2 separate regions of the Siniperca chuatsi genome follow, and region 1 is linked to region 2. The links are chromatin contacts, called in public Hi-C maps. All regions are on one chromosome and are shown on one strand. The core of a region is the stretch at or near the end of the contact, and the rest is flanking DNA. Distances in the headings are between cores, read along the strand shown. Region 1 overlaps tbc1d1 (TBC1 domain family member 1). Region 2 holds the start of klf3 (Krueppel-like factor 3).

Evidence for each region. A called contact is a pair of places that touch in the nucleus more often than the background predicts.
Region 1: a contact with region 2 is called in a Hi-C map of an unstated tissue, with 2.8 times the contacts expected there. The contact joins the enhancer-like site here to the promoter of klf3 in region 2. A contact is called at or near these places in 2 of 3 Hi-C or Micro-C datasets (skeletal muscle and an unstated tissue).

What each region holds. Positions count from the first base shown.
Region 1 is chrLG3:16,232,747-16,238,402 of ASM2008510v1, reverse strand. tbc1d1 (TBC1 domain family member 1) reads left to right here. Exons shown (of 22, transcript XM_044191168.1): 14 at 1,896-2,096; 15 at 4,668-4,829. Among protein-coding and RNA genes, the nearest start is that of klf3, 41 kb to the right of the region's middle. Within about 2 kb of position 1,297, the one cell type or tissue checked has an H3K27ac peak away from gene starts, as active enhancers do.
Region 2 is chrLG3:16,190,611-16,196,360 of ASM2008510v1, reverse strand. klf3 (Krueppel-like factor 3) reads left to right here and starts at 1,418. Exons shown (of 7, transcript XM_044191161.1): 1 at 1,418-1,670.

The sequences.
Region 1 (5,656 bases), core at 48-2,547, 42 kb before region 2:
TCCCTTTCATATGAAACATTTTATGTCACCAATAATAAAATCTGCACCTGAAGTTTATTTTGACAGTCAACTGCCATGAAGTAAAGGAAAAACCGTGCTTTTAGCAGGTCAGTGTGATGGGCTTTGTGCTGGCTGAATGCAAGGTTAGGTTGGGTTGAGTTAGCCATGTATTTATGTGTGTGCTTGCATACATGAGGTCATGGGTGTGTCGAGTAAGTGTGTGTGTGCGTGTGTGTCTTGGGGGGGGTGGTGTCTCAAGGTCATGTTGACAGTTCACACACAAACAGCGCCAGAGGAAAGCGCCAGCCTTGTTGACCCACTTTGCATTTTGTGTGTGCGTGTGCTGGGACTTGGTTCTGGCCAATTTGGAGTGTTTGCTCAGGGAGTGGATCGTGCCACTATATGCAAGAATGTGTGTTAGTGTGTGCGCACGTATGTGCGTGTGGTTCTTTGGCATTAAAATATGGCTTTAGCGTTAAGATTAGGCGTAGTACGGTAGCTCTTATGGTTAAGTTAAGGGCAAGGGGCTAGGGAAGTAATGTAGTCAGAAGAGTGTGCATGCGTGTGTGTGTACTTGCTACATAGTGAGGACTGAAACATTTTTTACCTACAGAGTGAAGACAGTTTTGGAAAGTGAGGACATTTTGGCTGCTCCTCACACAGACTTGGTTTGAAGGGTTAAGGTTAGGCATTTAGTTGTGATGGTTCAGGTTAGGGTGAGGGGCTAGGGAATGCATTATGTCAGTGACGGTCCTCACAAAGATAGAAGTACAAGGATGTCTGTGCGTGCGTGCGTGCGTGCGTGCGTGCGTGCATGCATGCTTTTTCACACCTAAAAGCTAACTCTTCAGCAGTGTTCTGTTGCAGTGTAGCAGTCTGTGTTTGCCTAACAAATACATGACTCTGTTAAGAGGGTTCATCGTCTCCATCTCTGCGTGTCTGTGTGTGTTTGGTTTGTCTTCACTTCTCGTATAACTTAAGGGCCATATGTTTGTATAGTGACTCTACTGGTTTCAGCACGTCTTCCTGACACAGACACAAAGGCATACATGAATGTTTACCTCATCTGGCACAAAGAACACTATTGTCATCATGCGTGCATGTGTGTAATGTGTTGATGTACAGTATGTAGGTTTGTCTTTGTTGTAGGTTATCTGTTGCAGGATTAATATGGTGGCTTATCTTACATATTTATAATTTTCCTCAGAAGAGTTTTGGAAAGATAAGCATCAAATTTACATACCTAAGCCAAACTAAGGTATGTGCGTGTGCGTGTGAGAATCGTGATGTTCCTACGAACTGAAAGAGAAGCGAGTGCTATCTGGATAGTTGTTATGTCCTTCCTCTAAACAACAGAGTATTTTGAGGTTTGGGATCCACCCTGTACTTTGGGGTGGAGTCACACAAACACATTTTTTACAGTGTGTGCGTTGCACCCAACTGCATCAAATATATCTAAGTTTAGCATTTTTATTTTTATTTTGCATGAGTGTCAGAGATATCTGTATTTGTATGTGATATTTGTCTCCTCCATTTTGTCTATGTAATTAAGACAAAAATGATCAAACATAAAATTCAGCATTCTGTGAATAAAGAAAATGCTAATACTAATTAAATTAAAGTATTGAATAATTAGTTTTTTTGTGTATGTATTTTTACATTTCATTTCAGATATTTCTTATATTTAATTTTCCTTTCTCCTGACAAGCTCTGCTGTTTCCCACAACCTGCTTATAAATATTACCATTAAAACTTATATTATTTCATAAAATTATTAATAAATGTTAATCACATGCTTATTCTTTGCTGCATTCTCTTATTTGCTGCTGCAATGGACACCTAATGTAGAGTAATCGGATCTAACCTAATGTGATATAATGTGATATGTCTTTCAGAGCGGGGGGATACCTGTCTAGAAGGGGGTCGATTATGTGTGGGCCAAGTGGGAGTTGGAGGAAGTGGGGACTTGTCCATCAGGGTGGTGCCTGAGGAGAGGACGAAAAGGAGCAAAGAGGAGCTGAGGGAACTCTGGAGGAAAGCCATCCTGCAACAGATCTTGCTGCAGAGGATGGAGAGGGAGAACCAGAAACTACAGGGTGAGTTGGATGGATGAAGGGGTTTACACACACACCAGGAGCCTACATAACCTTTTTTTGTGTGTGCAATTTATTCACATGTTCATAAACAAAAGCTCTCATTATATTTGTGCACACATCATCAAATACTAAACAGACAAGTGAAAATACAATTCACTGCAATGAGCAGTATAATTTCTCTTAATCTTATAATAAGCATTAACACTATAGCAGTGCACAGCGTTGCGGTGAAATTGACCATCCCGTAATACATGCAACAGCCAATGTGTCCTGTCAAAGTGAACTAAAGACTTGAATTTCTGCCTGAAGACAAGAACGGCAGCTAAATACTTAAAATGTAAATGCACATAATACAGAGTTACTTCAGATATTCTTGTACTCTGAAATTCAGTATATTATCATTGATGTTATCAAATCACAATACATTTTATTGCTGCCTGGTCCTGCAAAGTTGGATTGGATTTGTTGTCTCTCTGCATGATAACAAGAACAGCAGCCAGATTTGTTTCATGATGAACTGGCTTCTCTAGAAGCTAAATAGTAAGACAAACAGGTCTTTCTTTAATCCATCTCTGGCAACATGCCTTTCCAGATGTGCACACACACAAAGGTTAGGTAATCGAGTGCCCATTTAGACCCACCACAAATGAACAGGCTATATAATATATAGTTGGGTGTTTGTGTGCGTGTTTGCTGGTAGGCATATCTTAGAGCTTGCCATGTGCACCACCTCTTTCCTGACCCAGTTGGCATGTATCAACACACATCTACCTATGCGCCACACCCCTAACTACCTCCACTGTATACAAACCATTAATTCACACACACACACACACACACACACACACACAACATTTCATCCATCACAAATAGAAATTATTGTTTATATAGTGTGGAAGGAGAGAATGTGAGACAATATTATATATGAAAAACAAGTCCATTCAGCTTCACACACACACACTCGCTGTACTCATACCATACACCCTAACATACACATGTACAGCTTTCTTGGGCATCTAGACTTTAGTTGTGTTTTATTCCTCCCACAGGGTGCCCTCCACCTTTATGTCAGTTATTTTGTCTGAGTGGAGCTTAACTCCCTGTCCTCCATTCTTTCTGTTTATCTCCCTCACTGCTGCCCGGTTTATGGGTCAACTGTGTGTGTGTGTGTGTGTGTGTGTGTGTGTGTGTGTGTGTGTGTTTTTTTGTGGGTGTGGGTGGGTGTGTGTGTGTGTGTGTTCGCTCCAGGGTGGGGTATCCTTTCTTGTTGTGTGTTATTATGGGCGGAGTCTTCCGGTGACAGAAAGGGAGAGAAATGGAGAGTGGTAGATGAGGAGAGGTTGGAGAGTGGAGAGATTGAGAGTTGGCTGGGCTGCAGCCAGTGAGCAAGTCCTGATGGACTAGACTCTGCCTGCTCTAGACAGCTGATAAGACAGACAGCAGAGCCCCAGTATCTCCAACAGCATCTATTCCTACTCTGGGTGTGTCGGCTACTGCACCATCCAAGTTTTCTTCCTCTATTATCCAGAATACACATTCCAGGTCACTCCTGCTACTTGTCTGTCTTTGATTGCTAAGGCCATGATATACAGCACTTCATAAAAAGTATTCAGACCTCTTTAGATGTTCTCAATTTATCTTGTGCCAAGTTATTTTAAAATGTGTTTATTCTGGATCTTGGTGTGAGTTCTATGCAAAGCCCTCTACTTTTGCAAGGCACTGAATTTACATATTCTCAATGTGTTCTTTAAAGCTGTGGTGTTATTATAATCACCCCAGTTTACTTTTTGCTAAATTTTGCTAATGTAAATACACTCTGCTTAATCCCCCCTGTTGGCTGCATGCCTAATTTCCCCTCCGTGTCAGTGCAGGTTGGAGCAGGAAGTGGCCCGCTGTCTCTTTCCTGTCCCATAGTGATGATGTCACTCTCCCCACCTCTGCCAAGTTGCAGCTGGTCACTGGGTGGACACTACACATGAGCGGAAAGGGTGGGAAAGTCCACAAGGGGAAGGAGGGAGAATAGGGAAAGTGTGGTTGACGGACATGACAAAAAGCAGGATTATATGAGAAGAAAGAGTTGAGTGTTGGCAGAAAAGAGAAAGAGAAGAAGAGAAGGGCTGTGGGTTAAGAGATTAGGGGAGGGAGAGAGGAAGGGTGTTGTCAAAAGGAGAGGAACAGATGAGGGGCGCTGGGTGTGCCCTCACCTTCTTTGATCACTGGTGTCAACATGTTGCAACGGAATTCACAGTTTGTGTCTTTCTGTTTATTTTATAGGCCTTGTTAATCTGAAAGTCCAGGGCCAAGGTTTCCCTCCACAGATTTAAATATGCAAAACAAACACAAAAAAATCTTACTATAGCACAGCGGGGGGTTTGTTACAATAATAATGATAAGTCCCCTTGTCCATAGGTATGCAAAATGTACAGGGCTTGGTGCTTTGTGAAGAGAGCAACACCCTACCACCCACCCAACCATGGACCTGCAACAAAGACACACACCACAGGACCAAGGCAAAGAGTGCGGGGGTTGTCACATTATTGACATGTATTATCTGTGTATTTATGTTTGTAGCCTCTGAGAGCGATCTGCAGAACAAGCGTCTGAAGCTGGACTACGAGGAAATCACTCCATGTCTGAAGGAGGTCACTCTGGTCTGGGAGAAGATGCTGGGAACTCCTGGGAGGGCAAAGGTCAAATTTGACAGAGAGACCATACATGCTGCTGTTGCACAAGGTACATATTTGGCTCCACAGATACATATATCAGTGCTTCTTGGAAATGTTTGCTCTTTTTCAAAATCCAACGGTATTAGCAAATATTGACCAAAGCTTAATGTATAAAGCTCCAAAACTGAAAATATGTATTGTAACTTTTCTCCTTATCATCAGCTTGGGCCCTTTTCCGAAATACAGCAAAAAGGAAAGAACATACAAAGTATTTTTAATTCACCATTTGTGGACACAATAAAGTCAGTGTGTATTTCCCTTTGACAACTTTACCCCCAGTATCTGTCTCTCATTGTCAAGGCTTTCTGTTCTGTCCATTTTCTAGTATCAGCATGTTCTGCACAGACAACAGGAAAGTTATCTCCTCTGCCCACAGAAAGGGTACTCGCCAATGAATAGCAGTGTTAGAACTTGGTAAAGTAGCCTCAAGAGCTAGATAATGACGCAAGATGATGACATAACATTAAAACGGTGGCCACACAATCTGATAGGAGGTCAGGAGTAAAGCTGCAAGGTCACGTGTTTAAACATTGTCCTCTTGTCTTGTCTTGTCATCTTTATGCTGAGAGTTTGACATTTTTTTACAATTTTGTTTTTATTTATGTTGATAGAATTAGTCTCACCAAGTGTACTAATTCCTTTTACTTTTATGGCCTACTTTACATTGCCCTTCTCTCATTACAACCTCTAAGGTGGACAGGGGGAAACACTTAGCAACTAAGAACAATTTGTCGTTTTACAGGGGATTATGAGCCGGACTATTGTTGCAGTCGAGAAGTTGCCAGCCAACCAGTGGAGATTTCAGGAAGTTACTGCTTGAGATGCAAGCTGTAA
Region 2 (5,750 bases), core at 169-2,668:
TTGTTATGGGGACTTGTGTTTTGTGCCCAAAAGGAAGGCGAGTCCCCACAATGTGACTGTTTAAACAGATTTATATCCCCACAACATGAGTAATAGCGCTCACACACACACATACATATGACCACCACAAAATATGAGTCCATCCAATTAGCTTCCACCCAAAAGTAAAATGTTGCTGACACAGCAGTGCATTTGTAATGCCTAATATTATTGATATACATTTTTAATTGTAATTTTTTTGTATTTTCTATTTATGATTCTTGAATTTTGTAGTTTTTCTTCTTATTATGTTTATTGTTATGCACCACAATACCAAGGCAAATTAATTGTATGTGAAAACCTAATTGACAATAAACCTGAGTACTTTTTTGATAATTTGCTGATGATACTTATGTGCTTTTATATAAATAATGTTTGCACTTTATGCAGGACTTTCACTTGTGTTAGTGTATATCACACTGTGGTATCACTATTTCTGTTTCTGTTAAACATAAGCAGACATTGTCCATCACTAAAATGTCATTTCCTCGATGAACCATTCAGGTCAGGGTGCCACATTTGCAGTGGTCTAGGAAGTACTCAGATCCTTTACTTAAAATATACTAATACCACACTGTAAAAATACTCTATTACAAGTAAAAGTCCTGCGTTTAAAAACTTACTTAAGTATGTAGGTATAATCAGGGAAATGTACTTAAAGTATTAAAAATAAAAGTACTCAATGCAGAAAGATGTCCCCTGTAACTGTTATACTAATATATATTATATAATTAGATTATTATTAATGATAGTACAAAATTTAAAATTATTAAAAGTAAATTCATATTATTAAAATTGTTAAGCGGAAAATCCTCACATTTGAGAAGCTTGAAACATGAAATGTTTTTGCATGAAAAATGACTTAAACAATCAAAATAGGTGGCAGTAAATTTTCTGGCAATCGACTTATCAATGAATCAACCAATAATTTCAGCTCTAGTTGTCTTAATTTGTAAAGTAACTAATAACTAAAGTTATCAAATAAATTTAGTGGAGTAAAAAGTACTATATTTTCCTAAAGTACAAGTGCCTACCAATTTGTAGACTGCTGAAGTACAATACTTGAGTAGGACTAAATGTACGGTCATTCCACCACTGCAAATTTGGCACACTGAATATTTAAATTGTAGCCTATTAAACAAATAGTATTACATAGTAGTACAGTTTCATTAACAACAGGTCGCTGCTGTTATGATTGTAATGGATTGAAAAGTTCCAAGTAGTTGAACACTTGAAAAGAGACGTGCAACACACACACACACACACACACACACACACACACCGGTCCCGCCCAGTGGCCCGACCCCACGAGAACAGACAGGCAGCGGATCATGTGACAGCAACACTCTCTAAACGACAAAACAGGAGAGAGAGAGACACACACACACACACACTCACAGAGAGAGAGGGAGGGAGTTTCGTAACTTAGGGAAGTTTTGTGGAGCCATCGATCACTGGAGCGTCTTGTTTTTTCTGAGCCCGATGTCAGTGACACAACGTCGCCTGCGTCACTTTTTCTGCGGAGTTGCCTAATTGAGTCTCTCTCTGAGAGGGAGCCTTTGCCGTTCAGCAAGGCAGCTGTGAAACTACCGTCTCTCCTCCAGGAATAGACTGTATACTCCATCCGAGAAGTAAGTTTGACACTGTGATCTTCCTCTAACGTTGCTGCGGGCGACTTTAGTGTGTTATAAGTTTCATACTGTTGACCCCGGCGCACTGGTCTTATTTCCTATCGGATGTGTTGTGGTAAAGCCTGTAATTGCTGCGAGGTCTTTTTAAAGGTTAGATGTGGTAGTAGCCTAGATGTGTTGTATTAAAACAGACTTCATTATGGGAAAGAGGAGAAGTCCATATATTCAGAGTTGTGGGCTTTTTTTTTAATGATATCATGCTGCTTGTGTCTAGTTAATTAGTCTAATTAGTTGATTACTCAAAGTTGTTTTTATGACAGTTTCTTGATTTTGTGTGTCGCACATTTCATGTTGTAAAATAAAGAAAATAAAAATGTATTGGCCTGATGACTAATTATCTTAAGGGTGGCTGATAACTGATGTAACCCCACAGTAAGGCAGCAGAGAGCCAATGCTATTTATAGCCTTTAGAGCCTTTTATAGAACATAGAAGTTGTTTAATGAATTAATTAAAAGACAGACAAATACAGGCTTGTGGGGGAGAAAGAGAATCTGCTATAGTGATGTGTCTCCATCTGTGTAGTTGGTTCCTCTCTTTGTCAATGCTAAACACATTTAACAACCTGTGAACACATAATGTGTGTTTTTAATCTAGTTTAAGATGGTCTCGATTTAGAGATTTAGTAATGGTGTGATCAGTTAGGGCTCAGTCCATCTGTTGATTGTTTTTTCAATTAAGAGATTCATTGTTTAGTTTCAGAAATGTAAAATGAAAAATAAAATTTGCCCATTACAAGTTCTGAGTGACATGTTTAAGTGCCCTTCATGCAAAATCTAAAGAGAATCAATTTAAAATAATATAAGACAGAGAAAAGCAGCAAAATTTCACTTTTGAGAAGCTGGAATCAGCAAGTATTTACCATTTTTGCTTGATTAAACAACTGAAATGATTAAGTGATTATCAGTCATTTGACTCATTCATTAACTGATTTATTGCTTCGGTTGTAGATCATACTGACAGGCCATCAGTAACAGGCTGAATGTGATGCTGATGCAGAATCAACCAGTGGTGTGTGAGAGATGAGCCTCAGTGTTGCTGAGTGGTGTCAGAGCTGAGGGCAGTGTTACACACATGTGACAGGTGTGTGTGATAGAGAGAGAGTGAGAGTATTTGTCTGGCCTCTCGTTTCACATCTTTTACAATAAAACATCTCTTTCTCTCTCTCTCTCTCTCTCTCTCTCTCTCTCTCTCTGTGTGTGTGTGTGTGTGTTTCTCCGTCTCTGTCTCTCCCTGTTTCCTGTGCTTTGTTTCAAGGCTGAGGCTTGCGTCACACATTCCACTTGGCATATGAAGCCCTTATCCTGTTTAGAGCCTGGAGTGAGAGAGAAAGAGGGAGAAAGAAGGGAGGAGAGAGGGATGTGGATGTGGGGGGTGGACGGGTGGAATGAGGGCGACCTCTCTCTCTCTGCCTCTTTGTCTTACTTTACACTCTTCTCTTGCTCTAGAAAAGTTTAAAAAAGAAGAAGAAAAAGACGAGTTCACCTCTCTTTTTATTTATTCCTTTATTTATTTGTCTCTCATTAGAGCTGACACACACTTATGTACACACACCCCAAATACCCCACCCACCCTACGCCTTTTTTTTCCTGAATTGACATGCTGATGTTATCTGCTGGAACAAAATGCGCAAGAGTGTGTACGCACACACGCACGCACATACACACACTGCTCAAAGGGCATGTCCTAGGGAACATTAGGGCTAAACATTAAACTCCTGGATGCTGAGTAGTTGGTGATTCTGCATTAGAAGTTAAGGAAATAAGGACACTGTCGTCCACAGACAGCCATAAACATAAAGAGCTGTAACTTGTTACACAATTTCACATGCGTGCCAGCACAGACACGCACATGTGCTGTGTGTCTATTGCTGCTTTTAAACCACTGGATTGAGCCACTGTGACAGTGTAGCTCTGTCTTACCGCCAGCCCCCTCCCCATGTTTGAGGTTCACTGAAGTTTTGTCATATTTTGGTCGAAACCCACTTCGTTTTGTTCCCTGTTTCTGTCTCTGCCTTGTTCTTTCCACTTCCATTTTGACATAGTTTGGTCAGAATGGCTGTTTTCTTTGCCCTTTCTCTCCTTCTATTCCCCCCCTCTCTCCTCTCATTCTTCTGGTAGGGAGGTGCAGTGTGTGTGTGTGTGGGGGGGGGTCAGACAGGAAACCGCAGGCCCCCTGCAGCAGCACCCCCCATTTGGCTTCACTCTCCTCCTCCTCCTCCTCCTCTTCTTTACACCCCCGACCCATCACGCAGTGTGGAAATAATAACAGTCAGACTAAACTCTGAGGGCTTCCGCTTCTCTCTCTCTTTTTCTCTCTGGCAGACTCTCTCCTTCTCTACTTCCCTCTGTCCTCAGTTGTCTGGAAAGCCTCAAAACTTTGCTCTCTTCGACAAGTACGGCTCAAGGTGCGTGCACATGTGTGTGTGTCTTTGTCAGTGTTTGAGCCTTATGTCAACTCTGCTGTGTCTTTAAATGTGTGTATCTGTGTGTTTGCATGTGTGTGTGATGATGGATCCTGTTTCCTCTCCCCTGCTGACGGCCCCCTCTGGCTTCTCCCTGAGGTCTGCAGGCCTGCAGCCCCACAGTCTGCTGGAGAGGAGCGCAGAGGGGCTACGTGCCTGTGTGTGTGTGTGTTGGGGGAGTTAGATGAGGGAATAGGAAGCCAAAATAAGAGGATAGGGGGCTTCAGCCGGGGACTTAAAGTAAGAGGAGTCAAAGTCAGAGCATATGAGGCGTTATTAGGGGAGTCAGGAGTAGGAAGTGAGCTAAGGGGTTGACATTAGGGAGCAGGGAGGTACAGTAGGGGTGAGAGCTTGAAAGAAGGAGCAAATCCGAGTGAGTCGAGGGCAAGAAACTACATCGGAGGTGAGCTCAGAAAAAGGAAAAGTTAAGCGCTGGAATATTAGCTTGCCACCTTGATGAGTCATGTAATTGGGATCTTAAATTAAGGACAATTAGTGCATTCCCTGAGGGGTGTGAATAGGTGTGAGTCAAGCTAGAGTACATACATGAAGTTCTACACTGCAAGCAATGACGTGTGTCAATGCTTGAGTGCTGTTTGAGTCTGGCGATTTGTGATGAAAATGACAGGTGTAAGACAGATAAGGTGAGACTGACATGGTAAAAGAGATGGAAGAAAGGCAAGTAAAGGAGTCAGAAGCAGGGAACTGAAGGCTGTGTGTGTGTGTGTGTGTGTGTGTGTGTGTGTGTGTGTGTGTGTGTGTGTGTCTATTGCGGCGTGTTCTTGGACAAAGCTGTTGTCTGGAGGTTTCTGGTCTCTCTGGTGATCTCATCATCTCCAGCCTGTTGCCATTAGAGGGTGTGTGTGTGTGTGTGTGCGTGTGTGTGTTTGTGTGTGTGTGCAGCCCCATTTGTGTCTGTGTACGTTTGAGCATGTGTGGGTGTCTGTAATAATTTAGTCCTTTAGTGATTTAGTGTGTGTATTCTGTTGAGCTAGCAGAAACTTAGTGTGCGGCTGTGAGTGTGTGTGTGTGTGTGTGTGTGTGTGTGTGTGTGGTTGAGTCAGTAGCCAGGGACTCCAAGCCACAATATTTTCCCCTTCAGTCATGTTGTTTTATATCATTCATAGAGAGAGAGAGAAAAAGAGTGCGGGGTGGTGTGCGGTTCAGATAAATACAGTAGTAAAGACGTGAGGGATTGCTGAGGAGCGAGTGAAAAAGAGGTGTAGAAGATCAGGAGGGTGAATCCAAGGAGAGAGAGAGAGGGGGGGGGGGGTGTAGGAAGTGTTTGCTGAGTGGGTTGGGGTTGAGTACACAGTAGCTCTACTGACCTAGAAGGACAATATTTGCAGACCACACTTGACATGCACAAACACACACCCACATATAGAGCGCACAAGGAGAAAAATACTCCTCAACAGTCCAGGTAGGGATACTTATTTACCAAAAAGGTGCAGTCAACACTAGCTCCTTCACTTTGCAGCATGTGTGTCCTTTGAGTTTACATCGGAGGGCTCTACAGTACCTGGAAATGCTCCAATGAAGCAGAGGTGCAACAGCT